Regions from separate parts of the Mus musculus genome. Here all the other regions are linked to region 1. A link is a contact called in public HiCAR-type and promoter capture Hi-C data. All regions are on one chromosome and are shown on one strand. The core of a region is the stretch at or near the end of the contact, and the rest is flanking DNA. Distances in the headings are between cores, read along the strand shown.

Region 1 (3,317 bases), core at 775-3,274:
TGAGAGTAGACGAGACACACAGCTTCCCAGAAGCAAACTGCCAGCATTTATTTATTGGTTTATTTATTTATAACTACTCACAGCAGTGTAAACATGAATAAAAGCTTCCGGGCGCTGGGGCGATTTAACTGACACTCTGCCGTTAAGGACACAAAAGGTTGGCTTTCGGAGCAGCTGTTTTACCTCTGCATTTCTTGTAAACATCTTTGTATGGTACCTGGAATCAGAGGATCTGCAAAATAACAAGATTTTAGTTTGGGGCTTGCCATCAGAAAAAAATAAAAAAACCAGGAATCAATACAATGACAAGGAACCCGCCAGGCGGTTGGTTCCCATCTGTCTTCAGAGCGAGTGGCTCCGGTTTCCCTCTGAGCCACAGCTTAGCACATCCCATGGCTCACTCTGTGTGAACTCTGATTTTTTACATTCACTCCCCGGGTGCAAACAGACCACCTCCGGCAACACGCTTAGTCGCTCGAGGTTTTGTGGCAGTACTTAGTGTCCAACAGAAACCGCTCCGTCTGCTAAACAATATCTTGACTGCCAAGCTTCTCTGACTGTTGGTGGATCGACAATGACACGGCACAGCCATTATCACCGTGGCAACAGTACCCAGGCCCTATCAGAGGAAAATTGCACATGGGCCTGCTGCCTCTCGAGCAGGCATGCCTCAGCTTCCTCTGTTGTCTGCTTTCTCTGCAAGTCTGGTGTGCTCTAGGGTACCGCTAACCCAGCGCAGGGCCAAGACTGCAGATTAGATAGTGGGCTGCGGAGGCCTGCTGGCCAGGATCTGGATCTGCGTACTACCGGCGGGAGAACTGACCACACCCGGGGCTCTGTTCTAGGGGGAAGTCCATGTAAAAAAACGACGCGCCTGCCCACTCTTCTGCACCATCCCCAGCAGATGTGCAAGCAAGCACTCTACCCTGGGGCCATCATCATCTACACCGGAATTCACTAAGAGAATACTCTCTTTTATTACTGTCTGTGTGCATGTGACGGGGTGGAACTCTGGACGTCGCTTACACTAGGAAAACGACTTCCTACTGAGCTACATCCTCACCCTCCGTTTTCCCTCTTAAAAAGGGTCCTGCTGTACGGCCCGGGCTGACTCGGGCTTATTTAGAACTCCTGAGTTCAACTGATCCTCCTGCCTCAGCCTCTTAAGAGGCAAGGCAACGTTGCAGACAATGGCCACAGGGCCCGGCAACCCACCAATTCCCTTGTTCTTTCAATCCTTCCCGACCCCAGTAGTCACCGAGACCCCAAAGCCAGCCGTCCCACGGCTAGAGCACTTTACACGTTTCTACGAGAAGAGCATCATTCTAGAGGCCAGGGAGAGGGCTCAGCGTGCCAAGGGACTTACCCTGCAAGCTAGAGTTCCATCCCCGGACCCTTTATAAAAGTCGTCTTCTGAAGATGCATGCACGCAGATCATACATACACAATACTTATAGTTTTATGCTAAAAAAAAAAAAAACCTCATTCTGGAGGAAGAATCCCACGGGAGGCCGCAGGACACGGCTTGGATGTCCATGTGCATGGCGGGTCGGAGGCTGGAGCCCCGGGCAGACCAGGACACGCCAGGTTCGCGGCTGGCCTCAGCCGGTGAGGCATGGAAGGCCACCTCCTCTCTGGTGCACGCCATCGCAGGACTACCGGCCGCGTTACCGTAGCAATCACCGCAAAAGGAACCGGAAGCTGCGTCTGGACGTGACTCCTTCCCGGCGTGCCGCGGGCGGCAGAAGCCCCGCCTCGCGCCTGCCCTATCATCTTGGCGTATCCGGCCAGGCCTCGAACGCCCGCACGAGGAAAGCCGGCTTCCTCTAGTCACGCCTCTTCATGCCCTTCACCGACGGACGTCCGATTTGTCCAATCAACACGCAAAGCGGTCGTCCTCGCTCACTAGCAAGCCTGTAGGACGCGGCTCCCAGGGAAGGCCCACCCTACGGTGTAAGCGATGTGATTGGTGGAATTGAGCCAGTATTGTCCAATCACGAGACTCATCCCAGAGCTTGTCCAATGAGAGCCTCTGGTGGGCCGGCCGGACACCACGGGCTCTGTAAGCCCTGGAGTGGCCGCAGAGGCGGTGGACAGCGAGCGGGCATGAGCGCGTCCCTGAGCCGGGCGGCGGCGGCTCTGCTGCGCTGGGGGCGAAGCGCTGGTGGCGGTGGCCTGCCCGGAGCCGGCGTGCGGGCGGCGAGCTCGGGCGGCCAGGCGGAGCAGCTGGACGCGCTGGTGAAGAAGGACAAGGTGGTGGTGTTCCTCAAGGGGACGCCCGAGCAGCCCCAGTGCGGCTTCAGCAACGCCGTGGTGCAGATTCTGCGGCTGCACGGTGTTCGCGACTATGCGGCCTACAACGTGCTGGACGACCCGGAGCTGAGGCAAGGTCAGGCCCGTGGGATCCGATTGCGAGGGCGCGGTGAACTTGAGCAGATCCCGAGGAGCAAGGGCCTTCCCTGGTTGTGTAGCCACATGGGCGGAGGGTTCGCCTCGGCCCACCTCGGGGCGAGATGTTTCTGACTGCATAGGAGAGGGGGTAGTCGGCATCATGATCCCCTCTGAGCAGGTCGACTGGGGAGTGGCTGGCTGAGAGGGGGACTCACTGCGAATACCCTTGGGGACAATTTGAGGGCTTGGAAGCCAGCAGCGTACTTGCTAGGTGAGGGACTGATGCTACTACGTATGTAGGGAAGAGGTTTCAGGCTTGCCTGTGTGTGCCTAACGAGGTCAGAGGCTGACTAATAATGTTTAAGGCCCCGAGGGTCAGGGACTGTCTTCTTGCTGGAGAGAAGGTTTCACCATAGTCTAGCCGGACTCACGTTGGGAAAGACACGAAGTTTGTTTTTTAGATACTGTAGCATCAAAGAACAGTGTGTGGAGACTAAGACATGGTAGAGGCTCAGCGGAAAGAGGAAGCCACTAAGAAAACTTCTGACCCCCGACCAGATTAGCAAACTGCGGCCAGGTTGGGCCCAAAGGGCAGAGAGCAGAACAGCTTTTTACTGGCCCCAAGGCAAAGCGACTGCGTCCTGACGTCTAGTTGGAATCCTTTATACACAGTACCAGGCAGGCGCCTTTCTCTCCGTCTTGTGCTTGCTGTGAGCGAGGAAGAGAAAGGCCAGGGATTTGGTTCTGATTCTTGGCAAGAATCGGTCAAGGTGGGCCGGGTAATGGGAAAGCTGCCCCCTCCCCGCACCCTGCTCCTCCTTCAGTGGAATCCGGGGAACCCTGTATTCAAGTAGCCCCCCCCCCCCCATCTTACTGATTTAGTGCTCTGGGTTGGTCACTGTGCTGAGAGGAGACTTGTCTGTGTT
Region 2 (3,081 bases), core at 359-2,858, 2.2 Mb before region 1:
CAGCTATTTTGAGGTAGCTGCGAGGGTCACAGAGAGATACTCGTTTCTGTGTTCAACTTTACTGTGCAACGGCCTAGGGATTGAGCTGAGCAGCGGTGGTGAAAGCTACCCACAAACAGTAGTGCTGGAGTGGAGTGAAAAGAGCTCTTCCTCACCTGCAGAAGCCGAGATCCTAGTTTAGGTCTCACCCCTCCCCAGCTACATGACCCACAGAATCGCACCTTTCCGCGTCCAATTCCCCCACTTTAGAACACGCCCAATCTCTAAAGGTGTTCCTGACTCCAAAATTCCAAGACCAGTCGAATCACAGCTGCTATGAAGAATGTACGGTTCATATAACTTCAAGTCTTTCTTCCAGACTTACAAAGAAGACAATGTGAGTAATGGGTGAGCCATAGACGCTACGCAGAGACAAAAGATAACGTCTGCTGGAAAAGCTAATTTATCTGCAAAAAACGCTTCTTCCTTGCTCCGTCACTGTAAGAAGCTTGAGCCGAGGGGCCAGTGCCCTGGGCCAGAGAACCGAGACTGCTCTGCAAATTCGGCCTACTCCAGAGTACTTATTATGTGTGCTGGTATGGGAGAGGCGCTGTGGTGGTTCAAAGCGGATACAACACTCCTCGGAGTTTCTCCGAAGACGGCGAGAAAGTTCTCACCCTGGAGTGTGAGCGAGAGCGAGAGTGTGAGTGCGTGGAAGGGAGAAACAGCAGAGCAGGAGGGAAGGTAGGCACGCCTTTCGCCAAGTCCTCCCGGGAGCTAAGCTAGCTTAGCCTCCGCGGCTCCAGCCGAAGCTCCGCTCCGTATTGTCTCCCCCACCTACCTGTCAAAGCTCAACGCCAGTCTCGGTCCTCCCAGAGCACTCACTCCGGGACGCTTTCACTTCGCCCGCGGGGAGTGGTCCTCCCCAGGCCTGCTCCCCCCTCCCCCCCAAGCTCCGGCCCTCCCCAGCGGCCTCACGCCCACCCCGCAGCCCGTAAACAGGAGTCCGCGCCGGGTGTGGGTTCCCGAGCGCAGGGTGCGGCGGGTCCCGCCCCTCGCAGCCCGGCGCTAGGGGCTCGTCCCGGCGGCCACCCGGGCGGGGGTGGGGGAGCCGCGCGCCCTCCGGCCCTGAGCGCCGCGCCTCGGTCACGGCCCGCTCGGCGGCGCGCTGTCCGGCCCGCCCCTCAGGGCGCGGGGACCGGGAGGCCCCCGTCCCGCGCCGCCGCCGGCGCGCTGGGCCCTAGACGGCCGAGCTGGCCAGCGCCTCGGCAACCCCGCGGCGTCCGGGCCTCGGCCGAGGCGCCACCACGCCCAACCACCGCCCCTGCCGGCAGCCGGACGTCCCGGGCCGCGCGGGGCCGGCGAGACGGCTCCTCAAGCCTCGGACACCGAGGGACACTCACCTCGGAGGCTCCTCCCGCCGCGACTGCTGCTGGGACCGCTGCCGTCGCCTCCGCCGCCGCCGCCCCCAGCGCCGTCGTCCGCACTGGCGCCAGCCCCCGCGGCCATTCTCCTCCAGCCGCCGCCGCCGCCCTCCCCTCTCCTGTCAGTGGCTTAGGCTCCGGGACCACTCCAGGTTCCCCCCGTCGCCATTTTGACTCCGACAGGGAGCAGGAGGGGCTCGCCTCGCGCGGCCCTGGCGCGCCTGCGCCGCTCTGCGGAGCCGGACGGCCCCGCCCGCCCCCGCTGTCGGCTCGCCCACGTCACGTGACCCGACGTCGGCGCGCCGGCTTGGGGAGGAGGGGCAGGCTAGGGAGGCGCGTTCCCAGGGGCTCAGGCCAAGAGGCGAGTGCGCGCGCATTCTTCTGGCTCTGCCTGCCCGAGGGAGGTGCGAAGGGGCGCGGGGTACTTGTTGCAGCATCCTGCACAGCTCCGGGAATTGTAGCTTGTTATTCTTTGTATCTAAATGGAATAATCATCGCTATGCAGGGGAAGGCCAGTTCCACTGTTTCGTTTCCTCTGGGCAGCCGCCACCCACCGGGTGTTGGCATAAAATGCTTGCCTCAAAAAGAACTGCGATCCGGAGGAAAATTCCTTCCTGGCCGACTTTGCGTTTCTGTGGCTTCTTTTTTGTTAAGAATTTCTAAAACTATTTTGTCTTCTTGGTACTTTTATATGTAGTACTTTGCTAGTTACCTAGTATTTGAGAAAAAAAAGATACTGAAAAGTTTCAGTAACAAAGAACTAGGCTGATGGAATTCACAGTGCCCCCCATGGGAGAGCCAGATCTCTTCCATAAACAGCCCTTGTTTGTGATTTTGCCATAATTACAGCGAGGCAGTAACAAAAACGGCTTACATTTATGGAGTGCCCTACAGTTTTCAAAACACAGTTAAATACATGGTTTCTGTCTGGATGCCAAAACTGCCCTTTGAGGTAGCTGGGACCCGCGTTATTATCACTGTTTTACAGCTAGGGAAGCGGGCAAGCCAAGCCAAGAATCCAGGCAGTGTCCTTCAGGAATTTGCGTTTTCCGTCTTTCCCTAGTCTTTCCTGTTACATTTCTTTTTTTGATAGTGTTAGATTAATTTTTTATGTGTATGAATGTTTTGCCTGAATGTATGTGCGCCACATGGGTGCCCACAGATCCCCTGAACTAGAGTCACAGATGGTGGTATAGTCACCATGTGGGTGCTGGGAATCGAGCCCAGGCCCTCTGCAAAAGCAACAGGTGCTTTAAATCACTGTTCCATGTTTTGGGCCTCTTTATGGTCATTTTAAAAAGGACTTCTGAATAAAAAGCTCCTGTCCTTAGTTCCTCAATAAATTAACTCGATTTAACCTAATCAATTAAAGATTTAACCAGCCCTTAACACTTATTTACTTTCTCAATGGATTGGGGTATGGGAGGGGAAAAGTATTTGTATTGAGACCCATATGTAGCCTAGGCTAAACTTTGGCTTGCTGAAATTGACCTTGAACTGTTCCTAGTTCCACCTAAAGCACTGGGATTACAAGGGTGTGTATCATCAGGCCCATCAATCCACTTTGCTTGATGACCGACTTCGTTCAGTTGACTGTGTGCAACATTGCTGATATATGGGTCATGATAGTCAAGTTAGAGCTTGTGGAACTTGGTCCAATAAATGTACCCTTTTCCAC
Region 3 (3,144 bases), core at 223-2,722, 2.6 Mb before region 1:
CCTACACCATCCAGGTTCCTGTGAAAGCCCCACACACACAGCATACACATAGCAACATCGCCTACTGACACATATGTCCAAGAATGTGTCCCCATCAATAAACAGTGTCTTGGGCATGGTGTAGTCTCTCTCTTCCTACCACTGCTCTAACTCCCCTGGGGGTGACTGTGGTGCCCTTCTGGTCTTCAGTGTGACCTCCTCTAACACTTTCTACCCTACAAACCCGATAAGGTAAAGAGAAATCTACACTAAAAGCAGCTCACTGGGTATTCAGGACAACACCTAAATTCCCCACCCCACTAAAGGGCATTTGAGATACACGTGACATCCTCCTGCATCAATTCACTCCACACATGTAATCCCTTAATCCAAACAGGCTCCACAATCCCAGGTCCAAAAAACGCTGTTCACAACTTCACCTTGCTGTTCTCCAGGTAATGCACACCCCTCCTCCGACCCACTAGCCACTCCCTATCTCCATGGCTCCAACTTCACCCCTCTCCCCTCCACACCAAGTCCTAGTTCCTCCCAAATGAGGTTTGGGTGTTGTCTCTGTACACAAAGGACTATCTCTACCCCCAACAAAATAAATTCGTCTCAAAAATCTTTGCAAAGAACACAGCATGGTGCCCCAACCCTGTAATTCTGGCCTTCAGAAAGCTGAGGCAGGAGGGTCGCTGAATTCAAAAACCAACCTCATGGCTACATGTTGAGTTTGAGGAGGCTGTCTCAAAGCAAAGAAAAGCTTACCTTACTTACTCCAGCCCAATAAATATTTGGTTTGCAGACCCAGAGTAAAGAATATTCCATAGGGCATACAGCTGTAGACCACAGGGCGAGTTTCAAATCCTGACCACTCATTTTCATCTATAAAATGGACCACGTGACAGACATTCCATCCTCCAGCCCTTAGGGTCTACTGTACTTAACACAAAATAATCCTAACCCTATGGGGCCAGGGACCACAAAGGCTAGCTTTCACTATCAAGGAGCATGTGAGCCTCCCTGAAACCCACTAGCTCTCGCCAGGAATATTTGGGGTATTCCTGTCGGGGTGTTTTTGTTCAGATCGGGAATCGCCCCTGTCTACTGGTGTACTGATTCAAGTTAAAAACATCAACAACAAACCCGGGACTCTGCCAAGAGCTGCCTGGCTGTGAAACCTTAGTAAACCGACTCCTCCTCCTGCCTCAGTTTCGCCCTCCAGGGCAACCCGCCGTTCCAGCAAAGCACACTCGCGACACAAACAAGTCTCCGGCTAGGAGCTTTCAGAAGGGAAATATTACTCAGAAAGGGTCGAGGGATGGAAAGCCTAGCCAAAAACCGCTAAGTCACCTCTCATGGGGCGCGGGTCCTCCCCGGGGTCCCCGATTACCTGGGCGGGTGATCGCCGCGGTGACTGCAGAACCGTGGGAATTCCGGGCGTCGCGCAGACTCAGAGCAGCCACCTCTAGAGTCCGCCCCGCTGTGATTGAGCTGCGGCAACACAGATCGCTGAGCCCGGGCTACCTGCGCAGCCTGATTTGTGCAGCCTCGGAGTGTGGCGTATAAGGAAACCAATAGAAGCTGAGACTGAGGCCGGCAAGCCAGAAAGACTACGAATCCCAGTGTGCGTGGGCGGGGCTTCGGACCCTGTGGGCGGAGCTTTAGGGCCCTGTGGTCAGAGGTTGGGGCTGCGTCTTCTCAATGAGCTAGGCATGAGCACCTAGGTGTCTGGGGACTCTACGGACAGTGAGTGAGAAGTCGCGCGAACTAACTGGTCTCCAGCCTTGTCAGCGCACTGGACCTACGGATGCTACCCCGTAGTCCACCCACAACAAAGGACTGTTGTTTTGGGGTTTTTTTTGGTCTGCCTTGGCCTATGATCACAACACCCACCCCACCCCCAACCTCCAGAAATGTATGGCCACCCCAGCTCTACAGACAAGACATCTGACAAAATCAAGGAGCTTAATTTTTTTCAGGCTCCCAAGACACTTTCAGTGGCGGAAGCTAACCTTAGTAGTCTGGTTCCTGAATGCTAAAATCCTAATTCCCTGTCACGTCCCAAGTGTTCGGTGTCACAGTGAGCTGGAGAGGAAGTAAAATACTCTATATGCAAGTTCCAGAAGCTGGTGCTCAGTGAATGAGTTGGATGGAGTTGTGACAGAGTTCATGTAGTCTTGCCCGAGTATACCAGGACCCAAAACAGGGCCAACTCATTTGGCCTGGGGCTTACTGGTCAAGCTAGACTGCTGGCCAGTGAATCCAGGAGATCAGCTGTGTCTTTCTCCCTAATGGTCACACAAGTTTGTTACACTTTGAGCCATTCCCCACCCCACCCCCCGTCCCTGAATCTTTCCCCCTCCTCCCCCCAAGTCTTAGGCCTGGCAACCCACAGCAGGTCTGCTCCCTATCTCGGTTAATAAGATCATAGCCGCATCTGCCAGCTTAGTATTATCTCTGGCCATGTTTGCAGACAAGGAGAGTTGAATCATTGTGAGAGACTGTAAGGGCAGCAAAATGAAGATAACAACGGACACTTGGAAGAAAACATTTGCTGTCACTGACCTTAGCATACGGCCACATGGCCTAGGATCACAGCTTGGAGGTGACCTTGGGCTTCAAGTCAAAACCCTATGATGAAACATGCCTTCCGGTCTTCCACCGTGAGTATTTGAAGCACATTCATGGACTCACTGAACATATTTACCAGGCCCCTTTAAGTGCCACACATAGCCAAGTATTGAGATAAATAGGATTTTATTTCTTCCCCTTGGGCATTAGAAATGTGTCCTTAGCCACTTCCTATCTCACCCAAAATAAAAGGTAAACTTTGACGGTTAGGCCTTAATAATGAAAGGGACATCCTGGCCTGTGGCCTGATGTGTTCAGACAAAGGACCTGGGAAAACCTTTTCCCTCCCTCAGCAATAGTTGAGTTGAGTGGACCAGAAGAGAAGGCACTGTAAGTGGATACCTAGTAGAAGATGCTGGGGGTTGCCAAGGTGATAGCCGGGGAGCCCAGGAGACCTGCAAGGCGATGCCAGAGAGGTCTGAGTCCAGGCCTGGGAGCACAGTTGAGCTCTGCTTTCAAGTTATCTGGATTCAGATTTCAACCCCACACCCACTACAAGCGTCTTGCCCGGAACTAGCTCATCTTCTC

Evidence for each region. Promoter capture Hi-C pulls out the DNA fragments that hold promoters and counts their contacts. HiCAR-type assays count read pairs that join an accessible place to other places.
Region 2: a promoter capture Hi-C map of pre-B cells shows a contact between it and region 1, with 4 times the contacts expected there. The contact joins the promoter of Btbd7 here to the promoter of Glrx5 in region 1. A contact is called at or near these places in 1 of 39 promoter capture datasets (pre-B cells), 1 of 484 Hi-C or Micro-C datasets (CD4 T cells), 1 of 115 datasets of contacts at active chromatin or transcription factors (embryonic forebrain) and 1 of 9 other capture datasets (liver).
Region 3: a HiCAR-type map of astrocytes shows a contact between it and region 1, with 2.2 times the contacts expected there. The contact joins the promoter of Lgmn here to the promoter of Glrx5 in region 1. A contact is called at or near these places in 1 of 39 promoter capture datasets (liver) and 1 of 115 datasets of contacts at active chromatin or transcription factors (astrocytes).

Annotation. Positions count from the first base shown.
Region 1 is chr12:105,030,594-105,033,910 of GRCm38.p6, forward strand. Glrx5 (glutaredoxin 5) reads left to right here and starts at 2,025. Exons shown (of 2, transcript NM_028419.3): 1 at 2,025-2,389. The coding sequence starts at 2,107. Snhg10 (small nucleolar RNA host gene 10) reads right to left here and starts at 1,686. Exons shown (of 2, transcript NR_003145.3): 1 at 1,367-1,686; 2 at 24-232. Gm46374 (a long non-coding RNA gene) reads right to left here. Exons shown (of 3, transcript XR_003950254.1): 2 at 3,266-3,317; 3 at 2,385-3,099. Mir3069 (microRNA 3069) reads right to left here and starts at 548; the gene lies at 484-548. It also overlaps Scarna13.
Region 2 is chr12:102,876,834-102,879,914 of GRCm38.p6, forward strand. It overlaps Btbd7 (BTB (POZ) domain containing 7), which reads right to left and starts at 1,609. Exons shown (of 11, transcript NM_001377026.1): 1 at 1,383-1,609.
Region 3 is chr12:102,438,256-102,441,399 of GRCm38.p6, forward strand. Lgmn (legumain) reads right to left here and starts at 1,473. Exons shown (of 14, transcript NM_011175.4): 1 at 1,376-1,473.